Regions from separate parts of the Sus scrofa genome. Here region 1 is linked to region 2. Evidence: chromatin contacts called from public HiChIP or PLAC-seq data. All regions are on one chromosome and are shown on one strand. Each heading gives the region's core, a stretch centred on a gene start, on an enhancer-like site or on the middle of the called end of the contact. The rest is flanking DNA. Distances are from core to core; before and after follow the strand shown. Region 1 overlaps ARID5B (AT-rich interactive domain-containing protein 5B). Region 2 holds the start of ARID5B (AT-rich interactive domain-containing protein 5B).

Evidence for each region. HiChIP or PLAC-seq counts read pairs in DNA pulled down with a chosen protein or histone mark.
Region 1: an H3K27ac HiChIP or PLAC-seq map of alveolar macrophages shows a contact between it and region 2. The contact joins the enhancer-like site here to the promoter of ARID5B in region 2. A contact is called at or near these places in 1 of 5 promoter capture datasets (liver), 16 of 47 Hi-C or Micro-C datasets (alveolar macrophages, blood, embryonic fibroblasts and 8 more) and 2 of 2 datasets of contacts at active chromatin or transcription factors (alveolar macrophages and skeletal muscle).

The regions. Positions count from the first base shown.
Region 1 is chr14:65,492,009-65,494,708 of Sscrofa11.1, forward strand. The region is part of intron 3 of ARID5B (AT-rich interactive domain-containing protein 5B); the gene reads left to right. Among named protein-coding and RNA genes, the nearest start is that of ARID5B, 85 kb to the left of the region's middle. Within about 2 kb of position 1,348, at least 34 of the 83 cell types and tissues checked have an H3K27ac peak or open chromatin away from gene starts, as enhancers often do. A contact at or near this core is called in alveolar macrophages, liver, mesenteric adipose tissue and 3 more, where this site is marked.
Region 2 is chr14:65,407,180-65,409,879 of Sscrofa11.1, forward strand. It overlaps ARID5B (AT-rich interactive domain-containing protein 5B), which reads left to right and starts at 1,424. Exons shown (of 10, transcript XM_021072755.1): 1 at 1,424-1,919; 2 at 2,350-2,604. The coding sequence starts at 1,899.

The DNA.
Region 1 (2,700 bases), core at 98-2,597, 85 kb after region 2:
ATTTATGAGTTTAGGGGTTCAGGAGGGCCTCTCAAATGTTACATGGCTGCTGCAGTAATGGAATTGTGATTCTTGCTGTGATGGAAGGTGTTAAGTTACAACATGAAAAATGAAAGACTGAGTAGATATTTTAAGGGGAAAGATGGCAGAAGTTAAGATGATTTTTAAGACCAGTTGTGCTAATGATGGTCAAGTTTCCTTCTCTTATAGCAATTTTGTCATGGTAACCATAGGGGGTTAACTGGATCTTGGAGGTGGCTTCCCACAAGGTGGCTTCTTAGAGAGGGTTGAGTTGAGCTAAGTTCAAATCTAATAGCCTTTTCTGGGCCATCGGTAAATAAATAAATGCATAAATTAATCTGTGAGAAAACCTTGGACCCAGCTATAGAGGAGAAGAAATTTTGTTTAAGCAATGGCTGCTATGTGTTCTTGTGGGCTCTTTATATTTTCTTATTAAGACTCTGAAACTCATTTATACTAAAAGTGAATGGTTGTCTGTAGCCTAACAGTTAACCCTGTGAAAGGAAGGCATGTTAAGGTAGATCAGGCCCCTTAGAATCACACCCCACTTGTGGGCACCACTTTTACCTACATGTCAGCCTAGCCACGTGGTCTCACCAGTAGATATAGCTATTGCACAATATCTGACTTGGGTGACATTTAAATATGGCTGAGAAGAGCATGCAAAATTCTCAGGAAGAAGTGTAGTGCGGCTCTTGAACGTGGCTTCAGTGGTCACTTCTTCAGTTTGCGGGTGGGGCTGGCTTTACCTCCCAGCAGGTTCATTTATTCCTTGGAGTGAGGGCAGCATTCAGTTTTAGTTTAGCTTTCTGTTTTTGTTTTTTTGTTGTTGTTTTTTTGTTTGTTTTTGTTTTTTTTTAGATTGATGAAGCAATAATATAGGGCAAAAGCTGAGATTAGCATATTAGTACATATTTTTATATTTGTCCATCCGTTTGAAGCAGCTTGCATTTGGAGACAGCCGGTTGAAACCCTGGGTTTTACATTTGAAATATTCTTTGTTCTGTTTGCAACCATGCCCTGATATATTTTCCCACATTTTCTTTTTATAAGTTCTCCAGTGGTGTTTTTGTTGCCTATCCTGGGAAGATCTGTCTTTTCATTTATCAAAACAAATGGCAAGCTGGGGACCATTTAAAGGAGGGGCTTTTTTTCAGCTAATAAAGCCAATCTTTTTGTTCTGTTATGTTAAAAGTACATTATCTTTTTATTGTCAGTTCTGTTTGGCTAGGTCTGTTTTCTGTCTTAGCAATCTCAGAGCTGCCCCACTTGCTTACTGTGTAGAGAATTACAAAATCATTAAGGGTGGGGCAGCACCAGCTGACTTACAGTACAAACCATTTCTCAAAATAACCACAACAGTGCAATACTGATGTGCAATTGACGTCACAGTATGTTTTTATGAAATAGTTTGTGGCATTTTCATTTCTATTCCGGATGGAATCTTGTTCGTTCTCCCTTTTAATCAGGCATTTAATTTATTTTTATTATTAACATTTTCCACTCCTTGTCTTGGCATGCCTCCAATTCAACAGCTTTGATGAGAAAACACACACATACAACTAACTGATCTTCCTCCACCTCAGCTCTTCAACATCAGTTTAACTGCAACTGTATTTTCCCCTTTGATGTGCACTAACTTCGTGTACTAATTTGACTGCCTTATGAGAGATTCAGAAATATAGTGGGGGCATAGTGCACGTCTACACAGAGTTGTAACCAGGAATTGATAAAGTTGAGGTACAACTTTGAATTTTAAACACTTTCAACCAATTCAGGCTATTTAGTCATAGGCACTGCTGCATTTTCCTTTTACAAATGTCTTTCTGTATAATGTCCTGTAATTAGAACAGGAAATCATTGAGTAACTGTAAGATGAATAAGAGCACTTAGACTGAAAGGAAAATTACCTTCCGAGAAATTATATTCTCTCTCTTTCTTTTTTTTTTTTTTTTTGCTGCATGTTACAATGTTGGTAATGATAGTAACAGCTGTAGCTACTCTTATCTGGAGAATTTTCATGCTTAGGTTTTCTGGAATAAAATTTTTTTTTCATTTTCAGTAATAATCAAAAATGAATGGATGGAAAATAGGAAATGCCTAATTATGACAAATATTCAGTGTCACAACAGAGCAGCAATTAAATGGAAACTTCAATATAATTGTCAATAGCAGTAAGAATTGGAATGGTGCCAGGTGTATAAAGTTGATGCTTTGCCTTTGGTTCGTTGCTAGGAGCACAGTAAAAAGTATAAAGCTTTGAGACAGGAATGTCTAATGTAATAAAGTAACAGAAAGAAGCATAAATCATTGTAAGAGCCTCTCATATTGACATTATTTTACTTAAATTGTCTCAAAACTAGACATCAGTTTTTATAACATGAGCAAACTCATATCTGCTTGGGAAAAAAAAAAAAAAAAAGAACACTATATATTGTCTTTGAAGGATGAGGGACATTGTGTCTCCAACCTAGCCTTCATACATATTTGGAATCTTTTAAGTGAAAATCTTTAAATGTTTGTTTCTATTGGCATCCAAATGCATTTGCCCTAATACGATTAAGAGAACCAAAGGGCAAAATACTTGGCAGATTTTTCAGTTGAGGTAATTAGGTGCAGGAAGGAACATGCATACTTTTTCCACCAGGCTCTATAAAATCCTGGTGAGAGGGTTGTTTT
Region 2 (2,700 bases), core at 174-2,673:
ATCTTGCCTTTTATTACTTCCCCATGTTCTGAATCAAAAATGTGGTTTAGATAATGTTAAGTGCCCTAATTCTTACTGCATCGGACTCAGACGTTATGAAAAGGCATAAAAATACACAGAGAGGGTCTTTCCACCTCAAGTCACTGAATATGAGGCATTTGTGCTCTGCCGGGTGTATTAACTTCAGCCATGTGAATATAATTTTCATTAAAGTAATCCTGTTTCAACTAGATGCTGTGACTAGAGGTGAAACGTTGCGAAAGCGTTAAAAATAGCTTACTAGTAATTTCAACATCCTGTAATTTTATCACAGATCAAGTTTCAACTGTCATACTATAACAGACCTTATTCCCCATATAGTACATGTTTACTTTTTTAGCATGCCAGACCCACTTTGGAAAGATTGGTGCCAATATAATAAAATCGGAGGCGGGGGGGGGGTATACTGAAAGGAGTGGGAGGAGAGCCGAGAAGGGGGTGGGGGAGCGTGGGGGAAGCGAGTACACCATTTTACATCAACACTGCGAAAATGCAATCTAGCCTGGCGGAGGACCGGCAGCTGGGTCGGAGCGAGCGAGGGCTTTGCAGTCTCTGCCTGTTCCTTGTTCTGTCGCTCTTAAGTTTCTCTGTGTTTGCATAATAGCCGTGCATGCAAACCTCGCAATGCTCCAGGGCTCCAGAACAATAAATATACACATTTAAAGCCTTTATTGTCTTACGGTTCATGCCCCCGGTTTTCAACAGCTTAATTTCTGGTTGTATTTAACTAGTTTGCAAATGGATTTTTTCAGTTTCAAACTATTATTGAGGAAGCTCCCCTCCCTTTTTTGGCGGGGGAGGGGTTGGGGGTGGGGTAGGAGTCGGTATATTATTCCTGTAGCGCTGGGTTATATAAACACATTATCATTTGAGAGCGCCCTTGGCGTCCATCAGCATTGTAAACACGTACTAGTGTATATACTTCAAAATTAAAGAATGCACACGCAGAACCGGGAGCCTGAATTCATATTCCGAGCAGACTCGCTGCTCGCATTTATTGATTTATCATGCATCGTTTATTGTTCCAGTCCCTAAATGCAGTCGCTGTCCGTTCAATATTGTTTGCAAAATCCTGAAATGTGTGTGCACTGCTCACTTGTCTTTCTGTTTTTTTTTTTTTTTGCTGAGTGTTTTTTTTTGCGAAGCGAACAAATGCATTAATATTTATATGTTTATATAATCGATAACCCACTTTTCTCTTCCATGTAAATAGGCATCAAAAGATAATTTAACAGATTAGTTCTCGAAAACATGGCAGTGAGGAAGCGTAATTTAACTATCAAACAAATCTACATGTCTAATAACAGCAAATCTGCTAAGGAGCATTAGAAAGAGGAGCAGCGCCCCGGAATCTCTGCAGGAAATGTTCTTTATATTAGACATATACAAGCAGGTCCTGTCAGATGCACAGCGGAGCTCGCTACCTCTTGTCTCCTCCAAAAAATCTCACCAAACGATACCCCTAGACAAGGGAGACAGAGAAGAGGGAGATCTCATCTTTGCACAATTTAAGAGTAGATTTTATTTTTACAAACCTTCCTATATGTTTTTTGCCTTGATCCATCCGCTTCCCGCCGAGATTGGACGGAGCCTTTCTCCCGATTATGAATTTGATCAACCCACATTTGGAAGGAACCCTACACAGTTCTGACAGGAGCTGAAAATTGAGTCGTCAGAGAAATATTAGGACATATTTTCAATCATTTTGGTGCTGGGGGGGAGGCAAGGGCTTAGTTTTATATTGAGACATTACGCCAGCTGAAGGCAGAGAATGTTTTTCCCTGCCAGGACCTGATGCAATCCATTCAAGCCAACAAGTTTGGAGAGAATGTTGAGTTCAATCAATTCAGAACGTCGAGATGGAGCCCAACTCACTCCAGGTATTTCGCTCTTCTCCGCTCCTCCGATCCCGGCACCCCCCCGGCACCCCCCAGGCCCCCAGCTTACCCACACCTCTGCACCCACCCACACCCCCCACAAACTTTTCACCAAACTTTTACCCTCTGCATCCCCCCAAATCATTTTTATTGTTTAAAAAAATCCCTGCACCGATCATACATACATAATGTAATTTTACCTCCTCAGATGGAGAGGTAGGGAGAGGTGGCGGGGGGGGGGGGGGGCTGAGGGTTTTTTTTTTTTCTTTTAAGGGAGGCAGAAATTTTGTGGGCTCTATTATTTTCCACCCAGCTTTATATCTGTTGCCTCTTCTGTATTAAGAGTGTGGATGTCTGTGTGTAAATATGTCTGGGAATAGACGTTTGTGCTCTGATGGCTACATTATTTATTTGGTGCTTTTTTCCCCTGCAGTGGGTCGGCTCACCGTGTGGCTTGCACGGACCTTACATTTTCTACAAGGCTTTTCAATTCCACCTTGAAGGCAAACCAAGAATTTTGTCCCTTGGCGACTTTTTCTTTGTAAGATGTACGCCAAAGGATCCGATTTGCATAGCGGAGCTCCAGCTGTTGTGGGAAGAGAGGACCAGCCGGCAACTTTTATCCAGCTCTAAACTTTATTTCCTCCCAGAAGACACTCCCCAGGGCAGAAATAGCGACCATGGCGAGGTGGTAAACTTATATCTCCCTTTCTTCTTCCTTTATTATTTTTCCCCCAGTAATGCTTATTACAGGGCAAGCTTGAAAATACTGTATTCACTTCTG